Linked DNA regions of Danio rerio: region 2 is linked to region 1. The links are chromatin contacts, called in public Hi-C maps. All regions are on one chromosome and are shown on one strand. The core of a region is the stretch at or near the end of the contact, and the rest is flanking DNA. Distances in the headings are between cores, read along the strand shown. Region 1 has its middle 490 kb from the start of tns1b. Region 2 overlaps tns1b (tensin 1b).

Evidence for each region. A called contact is a pair of places that touch in the nucleus more often than the background predicts.
Region 2: a Hi-C map of fibroblasts shows a contact between it and region 1, with 5 times the contacts expected there. The contact joins two enhancer-like sites. A contact is called at or near these places in 4 of 18 Hi-C or Micro-C datasets (caudal fin, fibroblasts, hematopoietic stem cells and 1 more).

The regions. Positions count from the first base shown.
Region 1 is chr9:49,239,423-49,243,824 of GRCz12tu, reverse strand. No RefSeq gene overlaps it. Among named protein-coding and RNA genes, the nearest start is that of tns1b, 490 kb to the left of the region's middle. Within about 2 kb of position 1,599, at least 5 of the 62 cell types and tissues checked have an H3K27ac peak or open chromatin away from gene starts, as enhancers often do.
Region 2 is chr9:49,550,149-49,555,077 of GRCz12tu, reverse strand. The region is part of intron 2 of tns1b (tensin 1b); the gene reads left to right. Among named protein-coding and RNA genes, the nearest start is that of tns1b, 180 kb to the left of the region's middle. Within about 2 kb of position 2,962, at least 29 of the 62 cell types and tissues checked have an H3K27ac peak or open chromatin away from gene starts, as enhancers often do.

The DNA of each region.
Region 1 (4,402 bases), core at 350-2,849:
AGTTCGTACTGAAAATGATTTTGTTATAAGCTTCATGCTTCCATTCATGCAGAAGTGGAAAAAATATCCAAAATATCACAAATAACAGTATACAATAATGTTGTATTAATTAATGTTAATTAATGTATTTACTAACTCACACAAGCAATAAACAGCACAATTATCACAGCATCTGTACGTTTTTGTTAGCGTTAGCTTATGGAAATACATTTTTTTTTTGTTTTAAATATTGCATTAGTAAATGTTGAACTATGATTAATAAATGCTGTACAAGTGGTGTTCATTATTAGTGCATGTTAATACATTAACTAACATTAATTAATGAAACCTAATTGTAAAATCTGACCAGATCAGACTTTTATAGCCAAGGAAGTTGGGAAAGCTCTTTTTATTTAATGTTATGAGGTGTTCGCATACAGACTATAAAATATTAATAATAAAAAGCACAAAATAGTTAATACAATATATATATATATATATATATATATATATATATATATACATATATATATATATATATATATATATATATATATATATATATATATATATATATATATATATTGCATTAAAAACGTAATAATAAAATAAAGTTGTTAATTCTGTTTAATTAGTTTTTGTTTTTATAAAAATAAAAAATAAAAAATGTACCGATCGGAAAACCGTACCGAAAAAGTACTGAACCGATAAGTGTATCGATAAAAGTAGTAATACCGATTAAACCTTAACGATACCCATCTCTAACTGTAATTGATTTACAGTAAGTTACTGGCGAACTGCTGCCAGTCAGTTACTGTAGATTATGCAGGAAATTGTTAACAGTTTATATAAACCAGTGGCTCTGTGGTTAGCACTGTCGCCTCATAGCAAGAAGGTTGCTGGATCGAGTCCTGTCTGGGCCAGTTGGCATTTCTGTGTAAAGTTTGCTCTCCTCGTGTTGGCGTGGGTTTCCTCCAGGTGCTCCGGTTTCCCCCACAGTCCAAAAGCATATGCTATAGGTGAATTGAATAAACTAAAGTGGCTGTAGTGTATGAGTACGAGTGTGAATGTGAGCGTGTGTGGGTGTTTCCCATTACTGGGTTGCAGCTGGAAAGGCATCTGCCGCTTAAAGCATATTCCATATTCTGGAATAGTTGGCGAATATATTCTGGAATAGTAGTTCATTCCGCTGTGGTGACCCCTGATAAAAAAGGATCTAAGCCAAAGGAAAATGAATAAATGAATAAGTAAAATGTTCATTTAATAAATGCGAACTCATTAGAAGATCCCACATATTTGGAGCTGACTGTGCAGTAAATTCTCTAAACATCAACAGCACCATGTACATTTAGATGATCTCAGAAAACAGATGTTTTCTGTGGCGGATTGCAGATCTAATAGCTGAAATATGCAAGTGTTGATTTGCATTTCTGGGTTGCATTTCTCTCGCTTCCGCTAATTACTTCAGTCCGCAAACAAGTAAAGGATGATGTCATTCGGGAATTATGGAGTTATGTAGCAGATCAGTAAGCGGAAAGGCTTTTTCTCATTAAGTGTGTTCCAGAGTCGGTCACTCCTACTTCTTCACATTGCTAGAAGGTTAGAAAAAAGGTTGGCTCATTGTGTTGGGAGTGTCACTCTAAGCCCCAGAAGATTACAGAGCAAAACAATAGCTCTTATATAGCGTTACTCAGAGTTTCCACTCAACGGTCAGACAAAACCCTTGGAGGTGACCTAAGACTGTGTCTGTTATTGGTTAGTCTCATCTTGTCCTGCCACCAGTATCAGAGACTCACTTTAACTCAATCTTAAACTGACTATGAGAGAAATGTGTCTCTATGGGATAAAATGTGTGAGTTGAGTGAGGGATGTGTTTCCACCAGTTTTTTTCCAAAGATGATTTTGTCCTGACCACTAAAAAAAAAAAAAAAAATGCATTTAAACCAAGCTTTCAGCACAAAGGAGACGTCTCTAATATAATTTTTGTCATAATCAATTTAAAAACTACATTTGTTACCCCAGTACTATGAAGATTCTTATACTGAACTTACTTTAACATCTGAAAGTTGAATAAATAAGCTTTCCTTATGTTCTTATGGTTTGTTATAATATAACTGTTTTAAGCTTGTATGAATAGTTTAGATTCTGAGGTTTCAAGAAATATTTAAAGAGCCCATATTATACATGAAAAAGGGTCATATTTCAGTTATATGGGTCTCCAACAACATACTGATATGCATGCAAAGTCAAAAACACTTTCATGGTCTTATAATATGCTTTTAATTTTACCCAATTATCCCAGCGACTCTCATATGAATCGTTCAGCGATTCATTTGTTCCCAAACCCCTCCTTAGCGCGAAGCTAATCTGCGCTGATTGGACCGATGACAGCCTGTTGCGATTGGCTGACAGCGTTCAGCGCTAGACAAATGCCCAGTGCTAGACAAATGCCCAGCGCGAGACAAATTTGTCAAGCCCCCGGCGGACATAACCCCGTGACCAGCACTTAGCAGTGAAAATGAAACCGATAGCGTGCACATCATTTACTGAGGCGTGATTTCCGTGACCGAGCTTTTCTCCCTTCTCAGCTGTAACCTAAATCATTTCTTTTTGCAATTATTGCTGTGGCACCTCCTGGTGAAGTGTTATATGTTCTCAGGGCTTACCTTTATTCTGCTTCGCCCAAAGATCCCATCCCCAGCAAGGGGGTTGTAGTGCTCATCAGCGTGTAGCAGGCTGCCTTTATGCCTAATAAACTGACCTTATTTTGCACGCACCCCTGGTGTATTGTGTGCCCATTCTCACAAGTCTCATACACCAGTCTTTTCTGATCATTTCTTTAACAAACGAATGAATCGCCCACTGTAAGCGTGTAGACTGCTGGATCAATTATTTCCCCTTACACTTCCAATAATATCCAGGTAAGCACAGCGTCTTCTTGACTTATGACTTCAGGATCTGTTTATCTTCGCGGCTGTGTTGGTGAGTGGGGCGCAGGTTTAAATTTTCCCGGGTTTGTGCCCATAACAACTATGTTTCACGTCACGCCGAAACGGCTAAAGACTCGTTATAAAGACGATTCAACCACTATGAGTCGACTCTTTTTTAGATGAATCAATAGTTTTAAAAACTGTCCTCTTTCAGATTTAAGCCTTAGCTGGATATTTCACTTCACTTAGATCTGTTACACACTACATGGAAGCTCATTTTCGAAAACCCACAATAGGGGCTCTTTAAATATTGAGAATATTAACTTTAAAGTTGTCCAATGCATATTACTAATATAAGAAGAACACTGATTAGTATGATCTTTACTTGAGTTTATATAATGTTTTTTTTTACCATAAAATAATACCCATACAATGTATTTTGGCTATTGAAATATACCCACGCAACATAAGTGTGTGGTCAAGGGTCACATTTGATCTAATCTATCATCTATCACACAGTGGATGGCAACATCAACAGCCTGAGGTATCAAGACTGGTGCCCATTACAGTACAAACCACCGCAAAGAGCAAATTATTCTGCAGGATAGTGCTCCTCATACTTCAGCCTCCATATCAAAGCTCCTGAAAGCTAAGAAGTTCAAGGTGCTCCAGGATTGGCCGGCCCAGTCACCAAACATGAACATTATTGAGCATGTCTGGGGTAAGATGGTGGAGGCATTGGAGATTAATCTAAAGAATCTTGATGAACTCTGTGAGTCCTGCAAGAATGCTTTCTTTGCCATTCCAGATGACTTTAGTAATACGTTATTTGATTCATTGTAGACATGATCATACTCAGATAGCATACGAATGCGGGCCACTTTAGGCAGTTATGCGGCACTGGTGGTATTCCTTCAACCCAGACAAAATGAATGTAAACCTGAAGTGGCCGACCTGTACTGTGGCAAAGGGCGTCCAAAGATTTCAATTCATATATGGGCCATTTAAGGCAAAGATTTGGAACTTACGGCAAAATGTAACCTAAATGTGTGCCTAATGTGGCCCATGTGGAAAATGGTCAATTTGGCCCAAATGACAGAGGACAAATGTGGGCCACAGTTGGCAAAATAGTGGCATAGTCCTTTAAGGGTAATCTGAGTCTAAACCTAAAGTGGCTCACACGTGTAGATGCAAATTTGGCCCTGTTGTCTTAAGACATATGTGGGCCACTTTTGGTAAATATTCGGCACAGTAAACTCTGGCTAATGCAGCTGTTAGCCTATAGTGGCCCAGAGAAGATATGGAAAATGTGGCAGAGTTATCTTAAAACATATGTGGGCCCCATTTGGCAAACATTCAGCACAGTAAGCTATGGCTATGTGGATTTGAGCCTATAGTGGCCCAGTGAAGACATGGCAAATGGGGCCAAATTATCCTAAAACAAAATGCGGGCCACTTTTGGCAAATATTTGGCACAGTTAGATCTGGCTAAT
Region 2 (4,929 bases), core at 1,713-4,212, 310 kb before region 1:
TATTAACTTATCAAGCGTATGTTTTACGCAGCGGATGCCCTTCCAGCTGCGAACCATCACTAGGAAACACCCGTACACACTTATTCACACACATGCACTATTTAGCTTATTCAATTCCCCTATAGTGCATGTTTTTGGGCTTGTGGGGGAAACCCAGGAGGAAAGCCATGCCAACATGGGGAGAACATGCGAACTCCACACAGAAACTGACTCAGCGAACTTCTTGCTGTTAGGCGATTGTGCTACCCTCTGCGCCACCATGACACCCATATTTTTTTGCAAATGATGGTGTTTTATTAGAATTTTGGCATTTCCATCACTCTTTTCGACTTCAAAATGCGCGTTAGCATAGGGTGACCCCTCTACTGTGACTTTTAATATATTTTCTGTGTCCATATTATTAGTTGATTTGCCAACAACTCATATATGGATTTGTTTGTTTGTTTAAAAAGTAAATATACGTGGTCGTTTTTCTCAGTTTTAATGTTGTTAGATAATTGAGCATTTGGAAAATTTCCTTGACTTATATTTGCATCTAATACACAATTCATTGATAATGTAAACAAATGGTTGTTTTGTTGTTTGCTTATGCAGTAAACTCTGTGATTCAGCATTACAAGACATATTGAAGCTGAAATATTGTCCACAGAGAGGTTTTGAGTTCCATTATGAAACATTAAAAAGATAAAAGATGCAAAATAGACTTAGTCATACTAGTGGTGAAAGGCTACTGTTGCTATTACAAAACAATAACATGCTTTTTAATCAGGCTGACCGAAAAATAACATGCTTTTACTGTGTTTCAGTGTTATTTTAGAGTACAGTAGCTGTTTACAGTTTGCATTGTTCAACAATTGTGCACAGGGCTTTAGACACAACATGTTTGTGTCCGGTGCATGCAATCAATTATGTGCTTTGATTGAGGTTCTATTTATAGCGTATTTACTATTGCCAGAATTTGATAGAAGAAGAATAGAAAAAGAATCACAGCAAAAGCGAGGGATCAGTTCTCAAGTCCATCAGCTATAGAACCAGGAATTGATGGCGGAAATGTAACTAGTTTACATATGTGTAAAACAAATATATTATTTGTTTGAATTCATAAGCTTTCATTTATACTAATACGTATGATTTGTGAAAAAGGAGGCGTACTCCTAAACCATTGGGGGGTGGGAAATGATTAATACACTAAAATGTGTGATTGAGATCATACAAATTAGCCACTAAATCAAAAGATTACAAATTGATGATGGATGGATGGATGGATGGATAGATAGATAGATAGATAGATAGAGCATTCAATCAAGTTTACATTATTTTGTAAAGTGATTTTCACTTGCGTGAGTTTGTGGACGTGGAGATGGTGCAAATACAAGCATCAGATGTGTGTCTAATATATATATATATATATATATATATATATATATATATATATATATATATATATATATATATATATATATATATATATATATATATGTATATGTATTGTATTTTAGTTTTTTCCCTTTTAATTACCGATCATTTGATGCACTTTGGTCTACTCTCTGTATTATACGATAAAGTCTACATCGCATACACGGCCGGCCTGGAAGTACAATATGCACATTAATATAGCAGCATTTTTTAATAATACTTTATAACAGTAATTAATATTTTTACAGTTCTGTGACAGTTATGTTCAGGGTTGGGGTGGGGGCAGGCATTAAAAATACATTTTATTGGGTAATTTAATAGATAACATAAATAATGTTCGGTAGAACTACTGTTCTTACATTACTGTGACGATTGGGTTTAGGGTTAGGGGTAGGCGTTAAAAAATACAATTTATTGGCTAATTTAATAGATAGCATTAATAATACTCAGTGTAACTCCGTTTTTGCAGTGCTGTGAAGGTTGGGTTTAGGGCTGGGGTGGGGGTAGACATTAATAAAATACAATTAATTAAAAATGTAATAAATAATATGAATAATTCTTGTTAGCTTCCTGCCGCAACCATATCCGATCTAAAAACAACCATATTATGCTGCCTAATTGCCACTTTTTACTACTACAGCACCTCGCCTCTTTTCGTGTTCAAACCAACCCAATATCTGTGTGACTTTTCCCATGGCAGGTTTTTACGTCCTTCTTACATGTTAAGAGTAGAGTTGATTGTATTGAAAAGAGAATAAATCTTAACAAAGTCCACAAAGACATGACTTAGTAAAGAATGAGGTCATGTGTCATTTTAATTGTTGCATTAGTCTGAATGTAAATCCCATCGTCAGGCAGCGCTGCATGAGAGAGTGGACCACAGCACATCAAGCGAATCGAAAAGGTAAAAAAAGAAAAAATAGAAAACCTATGAATATTATGTATTAGACACAACTTTGGTGCTTGTATTTGCACCAGCTCTGTGATGCACATCCAGAACCTGGCATGTTGTGTGTTAAATTAGGGTGTCCAGTCTCAGTATTCAGTTTGTTACTTCCACTGTATCTGTTCAGGTGAGGGAATTGAACCAACCCTGTTTTGTAAAACATGCTGATTAAGTTGGCGGTTTAGTCCACTGTGTCAACCGCTGATGAATAAAGGGACTAAGCCGAAGGAAAATGAATGAATTAATGATTGATCAAATTTGATTTATATGTAAATGTATGATTTTTTAAAAGGAGGCGTGTCCCCAAACCCCACCTCTATGCTGTAAAAAATGCTGTGTTGCCAGTCAGTTAGGAGACCTGCTGGCTGTGTAAGAATGAATGTAGCATGTTAAAGTGCTCTGAATATGTGTGTGTGAGGAAACATATGGTCCAGCTCTGTGATTGTGCTCTGTGTGTGTAACCCGGTACTGCCCAGTCCTCCGGGACCCGCTGCTCCTTACAAAAGGCCAGCATGGGAAATGCCAGCCCGCTCCTCCTCTCCTCTCTCTCTTTCTGAACATTCTTAAGTCGTTGTGTCAGATATTGAGCAGCCCCTCCTAATCCTCTTTCTGTCTCTACATCTCTTTCACACACTCCTCTTTCTCTCCTCCTCCTCGAGTGTTTATACACCCGAAACCTGATTTCCTAACAAGGCAAACCCTCGGCCAGTCCCCACAGTGCACTTTCACACCCAATATGGTCGTCCTGCTCTTTTATTGTGTTGCCCGGAGGAGCACAGGGCTCATGTGTGCAGAAACGTGCCGGACAAACCACACGGGACACGCTTGAGAAGAGAAACATGACGGACTGTAATAGATGTGAAAAAAAAAACTATCGCACAGCAGTCAAGAGAGCAGAAGTGCACTGGAAAGGACTGTTTTTTACTCATAAAATGGTTGTGAATTTCACAAATGATTGCAAAGATGGACAATTACAGATTGAGTCATACGTAAAAGTTCAAAGTAACTATTTTAAGTGATACCATGAAGCAACCATTTTTGAGTGCCTAAAAAACGTTCATTAAACGATTTTTAACCATTTTTTTATGTTAAAAAATATTTTAGAAATCTAAACCTTTTTCCACTCTAAATAACTTTTGTAGAATGTCTATTTATGGATGGATAGATGGATGGATGGATGAATCAATTAATGGATGGATAGGTAGATAGATAAATAGATAAATAGTTGGTAGGATGGATGGATGAATGGATGGATGGATCATTTAATGGATGGATGGATAGGTAGATAGACGGATGGATGAATGGATGGATGGATGGATGGGTGGGTGGGTGGATGAATAGATCATTAGATAGATAGATAGATAGATAGATAGATAGATAGATAGATAGATAGATAGATAGATAGATAGATAGATGGATAGATGGATGGATGGATGGATGGATGGATGGATGGATGGATGGATGGATGGATGGATGGATGATTTAATGGATAGATAGATAGATAGATAGATAGATAGATAGATAGATAGATGGATAGATAGATGGATGGATGGATGGATGGATGGATGGATGGATGGATGGATGGATGGATGGATGGATGGATGGATGGATCATTTAATGGATGGATGGATAGGTAGATAGACGGATGGATGAATGGATGGATGGATGGATGGGTGGGTGGGTGGATGAATAGATCATTAGATAGATAGATAGATAGATAGATAGATAGATAGATAGATAGATAGATAGATAGATAGATAGATAGATGGATGGATGGATGGATGGATGGATGGATGGATGGATGGATGGATGGATGGATGGATGGATGGATGGATGGATGATTTAATGGATAGATAGATAGATAGATAGATAGATAGATAGATAGATAGATAGATAGATAGATAGATAGATAGATAGATAGATAGATAGATAGATAGATGGATGGATGGATGGATGGATGGATGGATGGATGGATGGATGGATGGATGGATGGATGGATGGATCATTTAATAGATAGATAGATAGATAGATAGATAGATAGATAGATAGATAGATAGATAGATAGATAGATAGATAGATAGATAGATAGATAGATAATGGATGGATGGATGGATGGATGGATGGATCATTTAATGGATGGATGGACGGACAGACAGACAGACAGACAGACAGACAGACAGACAGACAGACAGACAGATAGATAGATAGATAGATCTGTCATAAACATGATCGTCATGAGGCATTATAAATGTGTTATGAATGTTTTTCTGATCACGTTTTCAATAGAGCAAATTAGAACAATTTTTAACAGTGTGATTAATATTTAACGACACTATAATAACAAATTCAGGTTGTACCACTGTAGTTGAGGTTGCTCCGGGTGCCCCAGTTTCCCCCACAGTCCAAAGATGTGCAGCACAGGTGAATTTAATAAAATAAATTGGCTGTGTATGAGTGTAAATGAGTGTGTACGGAAGTTTCCCAGTGTTGGGTTGCAACTGGAAGAGCATCCGCTGCAAGGAACATATGCTGGATAAGTTGGTGGTTCATTTTACGGTGATGACACC